3 separate regions of the Gossypium hirsutum genome follow, and all the other regions are linked to region 1. Evidence: chromatin contacts called from public Hi-C data. All regions are on one chromosome and are shown on one strand. Each heading gives the region's core, a stretch centred on a gene start, on an enhancer-like site or on the middle of the called end of the contact. The rest is flanking DNA. Distances are from core to core; before and after follow the strand shown.

The links. Hi-C and Micro-C count contacts between places; a contact is called where the count stands out from the background.
Region 2: a Hi-C map of leaf shows a contact between it and region 1, with 2.0 times the contacts expected there. The contact joins the promoter of LOC107897923 here to the promoter of LOC107897926 in region 1. A contact is called at or near these places in 9 of 34 Hi-C or Micro-C datasets (callus, hypocotyl, leaf and 2 more).
Region 3: a contact with region 1 is called in a Hi-C map of leaf, with 2.6 times the contacts expected there. The contact joins the promoter of LOC107918048 here to the promoter of LOC107897926 in region 1. A contact is called at or near these places in 3 of 34 Hi-C or Micro-C datasets (hypocotyl and leaf).

The regions. Positions count from the first base shown.
Region 1 is chrD08:24,998,210-25,002,515 of Gossypium_hirsutum_v2.1, forward strand. LOC107897926 reads right to left here and starts at 1,859. Exons shown (of 9, transcript XM_016823533.2): 1 at 1,541-1,859; 2 at 1,255-1,466; 3 at 708-889; 4 at 331-615; 5 at 194-252; 6 at 55-91. The coding sequence starts at 1,658.
Region 2 is chrD08:24,736,258-24,740,617 of Gossypium_hirsutum_v2.1, forward strand. LOC107897923 (calcium uptake protein, mitochondrial) reads right to left here and starts at 2,407. Exons shown (of 7, transcript XM_016823530.2): 1 at 1,967-2,407; 2 at 1,808-1,875; 3 at 1,458-1,684; 4 at 1,287-1,370; 5 at 993-1,206; 6 at 618-914; 7 at 1-498. The coding sequence starts at 2,360. The coding sequence ends at 310.
Region 3 is chrD08:25,320,455-25,324,550 of Gossypium_hirsutum_v2.1, forward strand. It overlaps LOC107918048 (pentatricopeptide repeat-containing protein At5g11310, mitochondrial), which reads right to left and starts at 1,531. Exons shown (of 2, transcript XM_016847549.2): 1 at 912-1,531; 2 at 1-190. The coding sequence starts at 1,461. LOC107918042 (a long non-coding RNA gene) reads left to right here and starts at 1,848. Exons shown (of 2, transcript XR_001689884.2): 1 at 1,848-2,449; 2 at 3,369-3,603.

The DNA.
Region 1 (4,306 bases), core at 609-3,108:
CCCGAGTTATACCATTAATTACAGCGTCAAATACATTAATGATACTTCACTTACGTGTAAACCAGGCACTGCAATCCAAGAATGGAGAATACTGCAGCCAGTTACCAAAATAAAAGTATAAAGTTAGATGATATTGAGATAATCTAATTACTAAGAATCATGGAGCAATGATCACAACAATAATATAACTTACAGAATCCGAGAAATGCCAAAAAGAGCATCACAGCAGCAAGAATGATGAGAGCCAATCTCCTGCAGAATTTAGCATGAGATGAGTTCCATGATCAGCTCTGAGATTATTCTAATTTCATCCTAAAAGCTTCAACTTACATTCTGTCTAAGCCATGTTGAATTTTTTCTTTATTATCAGCCGTTTGATGAGAAAGAGTTGAAGCCGAAGAGTTTATCTTCCTATCGATATCATCAATGCTTTTTTGGACATCTAATGGCAAAATAGCTGAATCCACGCTAATTTTCTTAGCTGCAGAAAGATAATCTGACACATTCCTGAGGTTTTCAGCAGTGAGATCTGCCTTACTAACCGCATAATCCAGTGTGTCTGTTGTACTGCCATGAAATTTTCCCTGACCAGTGTACAGCACGACACACCCGGCACTGTAATATGAAGTTATATATGGAGTGAGCAATTTTACGGTTACTCAAAACATACATATCTCAAAAGTTCAGCACGAAAAGAGTGTTGGTACATTGCAGCAATCGTGAAGAGTATGAGGAAAATAAGGGATAGCGCATAAGCTGTCCGAGAGTAGCCATAAGAATTTAGTTGACAGCAGCAATGACGGATGCATATGATGAACAAGCATAGTGCGAATATCACAAACCAGACTGCAGCAATGACAAAGAAAGGAGCCGCCGTAAAACCCACAGACTGCATTATCAGACATGAAAACTTTATAAGTTTTCTAAGTACCAGCGACTGGCAAGATAATTTGATTCATTGAGATTGACATAACAGAAAAAAGAAAACAGAACCGAATCAATGATCAGGGAAGAACCTAAGGGAAAAACAGGATTACAGAGAATAAAGTGTTCTTAATAAGCATCAAAACCAATTACAAACACATAAAGGTAGGAAATTTCTAGGAAAAATCATACGAATATCAGATAAAACTGTGGAAATTAAAGGCCTGCATACACCAAACACAAGCAAACCAGCCAACAACATATAAAATTCATGATTCCAGGCTGCATGCATCAATTTATCAAAAAAAGTGAACAAGGGAAGAAACTGACAGCCCAGTAGTGTTCATTGCTGATATTCCAGCCACCAGTGTACTTGTGAAAGTCATTAAGAGGGTCTCTCCTGTAAGTCCTTTTTTCAGCCAAAATCAAAGACGAGTTGTTGTCTCCTTCACTTCCCTCTGCAAGGTTCCTCCTTTCTGTCTTCCTCCATGCTAACACTTCACTCTGCTCTCTCTCCCCAAACACAAAACTTCTACAATACCCTATAAAAAATTGATTTAAAAAAAAACCCAGAAATAAAAACCAAAACTTTCATTGAAATAATAATAATCAGTACCTGAAATATTCAAAGTCTGGACATTTAAAGCTTGAGAACCTGTTTCATGTCCAAAAAGAAACAAAGAAAAAAAGAAAAGAAAAAACAATGCATAAGGGTTTGATCTGAAACAAAACATTATGTATTTTTATTTTTATTTTTATTTTCCCTTCTCTGTGTTTCTTTGGGGGTTCAATATTCTTAAGAATGTTTTTGAATGTGTGTGTGAGAGAGAGAGAGAGGGGAAGATAAAAGAGAGTTAATTGCAATAGTAAGAGGTTGATGCAATGTAGTACATGAAGCTAACCTTACGGTTAGGGAAAAAATATGATTTATTTATGTTTTATACAACTTGGTAGGTCCCTTTATATATTGTCTGTATCTTTTTTTATTTTTACCGAAATACCCTTCTAATTGAACTTGAAGGTGAAGCTGTGAAGCCTGAAGTTGCTTTTTCATATTAAATTTCCTTTTATTATAAGTTGATTAAAGGATGCTTTTTGCTGAGTCAGTTGTTTTGCTTTGCTTTTGGGCATTATTTTTATTCTTGAGCAAGTTATCCTATTTTACTCCAAAATATTTGTTGGATGATTTAGTTTGATTTTGATGAATAATAATAATAATTTATGGGCTCGCTGCCATACCTTCTAATTCCTATGTTGGTAAATTTCTTTAATATGACTCCTTTGCCCTTTTAACAAAATGAACAGAGAATGTTTCTCTTTTTGAAAAATAGACTCTGCACAATCAACCTTAATAAATGCTTTCAAAGTTGATCAAATGCATTTTAAGTTTTTGACCTTTGCAATAATCTTGTGACATTTTTCAAATTTATTTGAATACATTAAAATTTACCCAACCTAACTGCCCTACCCATTATAACATTACACATCACCAACAAATATTTACTTAATCAACTGTTTACCTCTTTAAAAAATATTTGTAGCAAAAGAAATATATATATTTGTAAAGACCAAAAAAAGGAAAGCATGTGCTGATTAAATTTGTTAAACCACCACAGGGTGTACTCCATTATATATTATGCTTAAGAGAGTCCACTTCATACCCATTAAAATATTATTAAGAGATTCTTATTTTTGTACAAAAGCCAAAACCAACAAACAAGAAAAGGCCACAGACATACCAAAACCTTTGCCATTTCTATTCTACTCTTTTTCAATCCTATATGATTTTTTTATAAATTAAAAATAAATAATACATAATATATAAATTAATATTTTTATAAATAAAAAATTGAAAATAATATAGTAGAAAGTAAATTGTAATATTAAAATAAAATAAAATAACATACATTTATTATAATAATTGTTCATCATAAGTACGAAAGATGTTTACATTAAATTGATTGGATATGAAATCTATTTACATTAAACTAATAAACACATTTAATGATAGTGATTAAAAAATTTATTGAGATCTTATATGGTAAATCCTTTTTACATTTTTTAAAAAAAATCTATCACATATGTTTACAATTTCATGTATAATAAAAAGAAAATATAAAAAAGTACTTGTTTCGCACATAATAAACAATTTATAAAAAAGAGTTAATTAAAATAATCTTACATATTTATCTTCGGTATCATTGTTGTTTGAATATTTAATTTTGAGATGCTGATGCTAGTAATGAATGTTATTTATTGATTCAAATTCAAATTCAAATTCAATATATATATATAACTCTAAAACTAAATAAGTAATAATTATAAGACAAAATCAACTTGTTTATATATACTTAAACTTCTATTCAAGTTATAACTTTATTTTATTATGTTAATAAATATGGAAATAAAAAAAGTTTACTTATAAAAAATTAAAAATAATTTAGAATTTTTAAAATAATATTTTAACCATTATTATTAATTATTTTAACTTATTGATAATAACTCTTAGACTTAATAAATTTATCATAATTTACTTTTAAATAAAATTATAATTAATAATTTTAAATTAAATTATAAATATTTTAAATATAAATTTAGTAGTATGATAAAATAAATAAATGATATTCTCATCAAGTTATATTATATTATTATAAATTATTCCATTCATCATATGGACCACCATAGAGTTTTGGGGCACACGGCTTTTAAACGAAACGTGTTTAGCTGTCTCTAATATTTATTATTTAATGCTGTTAATAACAATTAATTAAATTTTATTTTATAATTAAATAATAAAATATTAATCCTAGATTGTTTTTAAAAAGAAAATAGAGAATATTACTTTGATCGACGCCATGATATTTATTTCATAAAAAGAAGATTGCTTTAATCTTATAAATTTAATATTTTTTAATGTTTACATCTTTTGTTAATTTTATCTTTATTATTATTTAATTAAATTTAGCTTCAAAAAGAGTTGTTTAATGGAAATATTTATTAGAATATTAATTTTTTAAAACATGTTAATACAATGTATATTTTATATTTTTATAATTATTTGTTGGCATGATATATAAAACAAACAATATCATATTAGTAGTACACATAGATTATCATGTAAATTGTGACGTCAAAATTACTAAAAATTTAATGTTGTAAACAATATTTTTATTTAAAATAACAGTAAAATTTAAATTAATAAATATTAAAAGATAAATTAATTATTTTGATTAATCAATTTCACTGTATAAACGTTACTTTCTATGTTATTTTGGAAGTGATCAAACATTCAGAAATGTGTATAGCCTCTCCATTTCCCACATATTCTTTGATATATTTTTTTGGTTGGGTTTTATTTTTATATTGACTAGAATTTGAAGTT
Region 2 (4,360 bases), core at 1,157-3,656, 260 kb before region 1:
ACTCGTAGAAAAATATAATATATACACCTATTGTTATCCATGTATTATATATAGAGGAGATTCATTTACTTCAAGGAAAGCATACGATGAAATGAGATTTTTTATTATTATCCATAATATATATATATATATATGAGAGGCTACGGATGACCATTCATTCACCTTGGCTGGTATCCATAACAACAATAGGTTTTGATTTTCAAGAAGCAACTGATCTGCCTTGTTTGACTCAGTAAAGTATATATATCTTCCAATACATTGTAAGATGATGATCATCTCACAAATCAAAGGAAACAGCTTTGAATTGGATCATTTTGCTGCACAACTTAGCAGGCAAGATATCAATCCCTTCGACTCTGCTTTAGGCTGAGAGTCGTCCCGTTCACGTCTCTGTACTACTTTCACAAACTCATCTGAGCTTAAACTCCCATCTCGATTTGTATCGAACACATGGAATATTATGTCTACCACGTTATCAGTTAAGGATACTTCACATACCTTCAACAGTTTCCCAACAACATGCACCATTAGTATTCACAAAAGAATAATAGGTAATTAAAATGTCAAAACATCTAAGCACCCCATTTACTTGAACTAAGATAGTTTGCAATACATACTTTGGATGCAGCTCTTTGGAAATCCTTCTTGGTTAACACCCCATTTACTTTTCCATAACTGAAAATCGCTAGCGAAAACGGTTGAAGCTTTTTTCGTAGCTCAGCAAAACTTTTGAATTCTTCAAAAGTAATCCGCACATCTTTAAGATGTGACTCCTTGTCGATTTCATCAACACGATCCAGCAGCTTACTTATGTCGCTAATATCAGCAGAGGCCACCAACGACAATGCGAAATCTTTAGCTGATATTGTTCCATGTACCTTGTAGTCGTAATGGGAAAACTCCAACTTCAAAATCTACAACATTCAAAGGTAGAAATCAGTTGCTTGCTTTCCAAGTAATAAGTCAAACTGATTGTTTTGAGTGACACATACTTCCTCATGTAAATCTCTTAAAAACTGGACAAATGTGTCGTGCTTTAGACAAGTCTTGCCATCTTGTCCGAAGAAATACTCTACCAAGCCCCCATTTTCTACAGGCTCTGCAACTTTAAGGCCAAGTCTCAGTCCATCCCTGTGGCGAGCCGCTTGCTTATTTTGTGATCGCATCAATGTCATCACTTTCTTGAATTCTTCCCTATCTATTTCTCTGTTTGTAATCAAAATATTATTATTGTTAGTATTTTGTCAAACAAGTGAGCATCGAACCTTGTTAGAAGTAACACACACCCGTTATGGTCAAGGTCGAACATTTTAAAAGCAACTGAGAAGCTTGATTCAGGGATGCTAAGAAGTGTAACAAAGAAGATGTACCTGCAAGTGTGACACAGGAGAAATGATTACGGACGAGTTAATTATAGTGTATTACTATTAGATATGAATAAACAGTTGGAAACTTACTCTGGAAAAGAGATGAGTCCATCATTGTTGGTATCAAAAAGCATGAAAAATTTGGAAGGGGGACAATGTAACTCCCCAGGCTTTACCCATTCCCCTCTCAGAGAACCCTCTCGAACACGATTTGATCCCGAGGGAGGAAATACAGGGACCAGTGCCCGCATCAAATCCCCCGGTGTCATAAGAACATCTCCTTCCGGAGTGCTATACGATGCAAAGTAATCGAACACCTGATTCATAGACACAATTCTTAGTTAAATGGCATTTTATTTTGGTTCTCAGATTATCTCTAAGCACTTGCCTAATAGAAAATATTATGTAATCAACATTGTAAATGTTTTTTTTTTTTAAACCTTTTCAGGGGGACTTTGCAACCTTATGCGTTTCTCATAATTGAAGAAGACTCTTCTCCTGTATGATTCTGAAACATTAATTTAAAAAGAGAAAAGATTAAACACGTAATTTCCAGCAAAGGATTTAAAATCGATGCTTCATCAGTTCAACAAGACTACCTCCAAAGAGATACTTGGATTTCTTGTCGGGAATCCCATGTTCGAACTGATCAGCAACGCTATCAGGGGCCCATGTTGCCCCATTAGGGGCATCCGCAAAAGAAACCCAATAATTGCTATCAAAAGAAGACCGAGAAAAGTAGCAAAAGCCTAAAGTAGAGCCAGCAATCAAAACCCCAGTAGAGACTGATCTCAACAGTTGGTCTCCCCCACTGTTTTTGTCACCGGCGGCAGTGGACCCACCAGCAGAGGAAGGTTTCTTCAACAAGCTCAAAAATGAAGAAGAAGAGTCCTTTGATTGGTTAAACACCGGACGAACACTATTCGACCGTTGATTAGCAACCACTTGTTTGATTAATGGTGAGGATTTCCTGAGAGATGGCAAAGAGAACATATTACGGTTTCGCTTATCGTATGCTTTGGGTGAATCGGTGCTATTTTGTTTTTGGTGATGATAATAGAATTTATAGAAAGTTGGGATAATTTTGACCGAGAAAATTGGCGGCCGATTTTGATTACTACTATAATACCATATGGTTAATATTCGATGATTTTGTTCGTTTCTCCATTTTAGATCCGATTTTCTCTCTTACCAAGCGAACATGATCATTTTCATTAACTGACAACAGGAAAAAATCTGTCGGAATAAAGCTTATCCCTTTTATCTCAACCCATTCCCGATATGTTTGGTTTGTTAAACTGGAATAAAGCTTAATTGAATGATTATTCTCTATAAATTCCAACATAATTTGTAAAACCATAATGCATGTCTACACGTAGAGCCAACATTCCAAAATTTAACATCAATACTTGGTTACAAATGTATAATAAAATAATAAACAAAAGATTAGCCTTTGATTTACATGACCTTTTAATAGTCAAGCTGATTTAGCTATATGAGAAAGATGAATAAGTGAGAAATGAAAACCCTAATCAGCCACCATCTAAACTTATGGTTGGAAACATGCTTTTATATCACAAATAATTACATCTACAGCATACTCACATTTCACTGTCCTATCCTAAAGTTGCATCTCGTCCCCTAAAATCACTACCACAGCCATAACCATAACCTTTAATTTGTGGAAATAAACATTCTCAACCATACTAATCACATAAAAAGTGGAAAACTTAAAAACAAAATCAAAAAAAAAAGTGAGCATTTTCATTCGAAGAGCAAAAAAAAACTTACTCAGCGCAATCACCTAAAGCTAAATTTAATTTTTTTAGAACTTTTCTTGAATGAGCATTTTAGAGCTAATACTTTTACTTAATTCATGAACAACTGGGTAAGAATTGGAGTAATTACACGAATAATTATACCAAAATCTAATTATCTTATGGCTTTCCAAACACTCATACATGATTTAACTTTAAAAAAGTATTTTTTTATACAAGTTTAAGTTATGAAAATTATATTATAAACATAAACAAGTATGAATGGTTGTGATGGTTATGACAAAAATTTCTAAAGTTATATTATAAATCCTAAAAAATTATATTATAAAAATAATGTGTGTATATTTTATAAAGTTATAGCAAAAAATAATATAATATAAACCCTAAACGAAATTCTAAAGTTATAGCCAAAAAGTATATTATAAAAAATAATTTGGGTTCTATAAGAAGTATTATAATATACTTATTTATAAAAAGTTATAGCTAAAAAATATGTGCATAATTTATTTATTTGTCCATGCTATATAAATTATAAAAACTAATATACTTATGTATAAAAAAGGTGTTCAAAAGTAATTTTCTAAAGTTATGATAAAAAATTATATTATTTATAAGAAGTATTATGAAAATTGCTGAAAACTTTTATAAAGTTTATATACTATATATTATTTTTACTTATTTTATGTATAAAAAAGATTATAACATAGCTTAATTTTTTTTCCAAATTAAGTTTATATAAGTTTTTTATAATTAAAATTACAAAATATTTGCATAATGAACCCAAATAATATGTGGTAGATGCTAGGTATTCAAAAAAAAGTAATCTTACACCATGTTATGGGGTACGATACCATTTGAGAAATTAGAGCCAAGCACTAGAGGTAACTCGCAAACTCTTTAATTTGATACATTCAAAGCTTTAAAATGTGGTTGACAGGACATTTGTTGTTCTAAAAAAGATTTCTCATTACCTCAATATAACATAAAAAAAAAGTTGGATCGTATGTGCTAACATGTTGTATATTTCATAACTTCATTTGTAGGTGGAATTGAGATGATTTATACTTTGAAGAGTACATGAGAAAAGAAGATATTGATGATCTTAATGATACATATTTAGATTCAGATAATAAATAACTTTATTAAGGACCAACAAATGATGAAAGGAGTATATGTTAAATGTTAGAAAGGGAATAGCCCAATAAATATGTAATG
Region 3 (4,096 bases), core at 281-2,780, 320 kb after region 1:
TTGATTGATGGAACCCAACAAAGATCTGTCTCCTTTTTTCTAGAGAAATATTCACTTGCCACCCCAACGTGCCCTTCCTTACATAGGGAGTCCAAAATTATTTCAAAAAGATTACTTTTGTCATTAGAACTGCAAATTTTATCTAAACAGCTTGCAAATTCAAATGTCCGGATAGCAGGCTGAGTCATACCTGCATGATTATATACTGCATCACTAAACCAAAAGAAATATAAAATTCAATGGGAAATTTAAACTCTTTAAAGAAGGTTTATTTTCTTATCATGTACTAATTTTAAATGATCATATTAACTTAATGATTCAATGTTGAGTTTCATTAGACAAGTACATTTACCTGCTCAAATATAGTAGTAATCCATAACTTCTAAGTCCAAAACAAATATCTTATTCACAGAGTTGCAAATTCATCATCGAATTGGTATATACTGCACATGTGAGTAGATATACCTGCTCCAAATATGGGACAGTAGTAATCCATAATTTCTTGGTCCAAGAACAATTTCTTATTTACGGATTCGCAGATTCATCATCGAATTGATAAAAAACTGAACATGTAAGAACATACACCTGCTCGAGATATAAGGTAGTAGTAATCCATAAGTTCTTAGTCCTAAAACGATGTCTTATTTACATATATCGTCTCGATATATAGGATAGTAATGAGCCATAATTTGTTATTCCGAATCCAATATCTTATTTAGGGATTTGCAAATCATCATCTATATACCTACCTTAAATTCGTTAAGAAAACAATATTGAAGGTCAATAATGCAAAATGTAGACACAGAAATAGAATGTGAAGGATTGCTTTATCAGGAATTCAGGAGTCCAAGATTAAATTTCTAGGAAAAAGCAAGTTCAAAGCTTTTTACGCAAAGCATGAAGGAAATTACCAGAGCGAGCGTATCGTCTGATCAAAATTATAAAGGTATTGACAGAAACCAAATTGGAGTCCTCCTTCCCAACATCAATCCGATCAAGAACCAAAGTCCAGGCGTCCTCAAACTTCCTAGCTTTACCAAGAATATTGATCATCGAATTAAACAACGTCGCAGAGGATTCAAACCCAGGTTTCTTTTCAGCCCAAAGAAATAAATTATGCAACAATTTTGGAGAAGAATCAAAGCGCTCGAATATTGCTTGGACCAGATCCGGGTCAGGGTCTACCCTTGTTTGGTCCAAAGCGGACTCGAAAGATGAACTGGAGGTAATGGCTGGGTCTTTGAGGAGATTGGAGATGATGGAAATTTTGTTTTGGGAGAAACCTGAGGTGGGAGTTGGGTGAGGTCTGGTGTTAGAAAGAGGAGATGAAGAAGGTGAGGGCCACTTCATAGAAGGATCACCTTTTTTGGAAATCCGTGATTGATCGGAGAAGAATAGCCTTCGCAGATAATTTACATTCAGAAGAAGGAAACGGCGTTGCTGCTGGTAGAGAGACTTCATTTTTCTTGTCTTCTAAAGAAATCCTGAGGTTTTAGGTGGGTTTTAACGGTCGTATTATCGTTGGGTAAAGACCCAAAGAATTTGGAGAAATTTGAAAGCCCATTAATATTGGCCATGATCTTGAGAATTTTGAAAAATTCCCACTCTAACACTGCATTTGAGGCCCAAAATGTTAGAAATCGAACGTTTAGAAACGAAGAGAAAATCCAAGAAGCATATAGCAAGCAGGAAAGTAGAGAGAAAAAAATGGCTCCACTAAACTAGCATAACACCCCAATTATCAGGTAAATTGTAGACAGTGGTGCTTTAAAAGAACAAATAGAAAAAAAAATAGATGGTAGTTTTTGGTTATTAATGTTTTTGTAACTATACTACCAATTAATAGCATTCCCTACAGGAGCACTTCTCCCTGCATTGCTCCATAGGCAAAACTACATACATGGAAGCCAGGAGCCTTGCCCCCATGATACCAACTCCATGGGCAAAGCTAAGCACCAAGACTTGTCATTTTCATGTGGTCTAATCATAATGAGCAAAGCAAAGCAATTTAAGTTGAAGTTGCAAGCATTTGTGCAAGAATTCGTTTTCAGCCATTTTGTGAAAAAAATTTATTTAATAAAATTCTGCCTTTGTGCATATTTTCCAACAGGTTGTGTTCTTTATTGCTTTCCAAATGAGCTTTTGTATGTAAAAATGTTTTTCCCTGAAAAGTAATAAAAAATAGACTTCAGTGGTAGTAAATTTTCAACTTATTTGAAGTGCTTTTGGGCATATGAAAAAGCATAATTTTTTAGCTTTTTCAGCCAAAAAATACTTTTGGGCTGGTATTTTACTTTTTTAGCCAAACACAACGCTAGTTCTTTGTTTTCATCTAGAAAGCACTTTGCTTTCATCTCTTCATCACTGGTTCTTTGTTCCTCTGCTGGTTCTTTGTTCCTCTTCTCCACTGAAGAAGTCTCTGGTTCTTTGTTCCTCTTCTCCACCACCGGTGAGTTTATCTTTTTCTTCTCTTCTTCTGTATATTTTTGTTTGTCTTTATTATGGGATTGATTTTTATCATTATTTCTTCTGTATATTTTCTCCTCTTCTCCACCACCGATGCTTCTCTTTGGAAGATTTTTTTCTCCCATTCAAAGCCCACATTTTTATTTATTCTCCCATTCAAAATCTCTATACTTTTTGACTTTTAGAACGAATTCACCTCTCGTTTGTTGTTACAATGCTGATTTTTTATGCTTTTGTTTTTTGTAATGTGACTAGTAAAGAACACTTGAAGAAGAAGGGGTAAATGCCAAACAATTTCTGGCATTTTAGTTCTAGCATTTTAGTTCTACAATTTAATATAGTAGGACGGCATTTTAGTTCTAACATTTTGTCGAACAATTTTTGGGCAGAATTGATCATGCCAACTTTGCTGTAAAATACCATCAGGCAATTTAGTGAGCCTTTCAAGGAAATATCATTATACCAATTTGTTTATGGTTTGAGTACTTACCATGTTCATTAATAACAATAGGGTTCTGGTCATCCTTTTTAGCCTGGTCTTGAGGCATAAACGTTAGATGCACACTACTAATTTCTACATGTGTTTGAGTAATAAAACCAGCTGACCAAGCTTCTAGGTAAATCATTACTCAGCTTTGATACCATGTTGCAATACTCATGATGAAGTAGAGGTTGTTTAGTGATGACAATATCGAATTTGGCAAGGTACTATATAATTGCCTATTTGGACAAAAACATTCCAATTCAAAGGTTTAACATGTTTGTTATTTCTGCAAGGTCTCTATATTACTAATACTTGTTTGCCAATCAGGATATATACTTATAAGGGTACCTTTGCTACGTAATCAAAATCTCCCTGAATTGGACCAATGCAATGACTGATAAATTTTGGTTTTTAACAGGTACAGAGGAAGATATGGGCAACATTTTAATCTGTTTCAAGTTATAGATATAGGAGATGGATTATATAGTAAATCAAATGTTGCAGAGAGCTGGATTGTTTATATTGTCTCCAGCCAAGCAATTATAGTTATTTGGTCTGCCTTTTAAGGATTATCAAACTTGTTTCTTAGTGACTATATATTATTATGATGAATTGTTACTTTTGCTTGAATGTATGGTTTATCCATGGTTGAACTCTCTTGTCTACCTTTGTTGTCTCCAATTCCTTTTTTCTTTTTATTCAATATAGCCATTGACAGTACATGTTTTTACTTGTTTTTGTGGATGCTAGTCACTATAAACATTAGAAAACAACCTTAAATTTTTTACCACAGTTTTATCTTGTAGTCAATTCAACAGTTTTCAGTTTTGTCTCCTATTCAAAATTTGTACCCCAAAGATTAAAGTCGTCTTATCCATCTGCTGGTGGGATGCTTTTACAATGGTTGTTAAATAAGCTATAAGAAGGGACAAGTCAAATGTTCTGCAACTCATATAGTTTTGTCTCTGTTTTTTAGGATTTTCATGCTAAATAACCAAAAAGCATATGTTTTTTTAACTATTATTGTTATTATTCAGTATGGATATGAACAAGCTGCAAGCTTGTATTGGTACACAAGTAAAGCTTAAATTACATTGTGATTAGTATTGTATGTGAGGTCTATTCAAGGAAGTGTGTAAGCTGCAA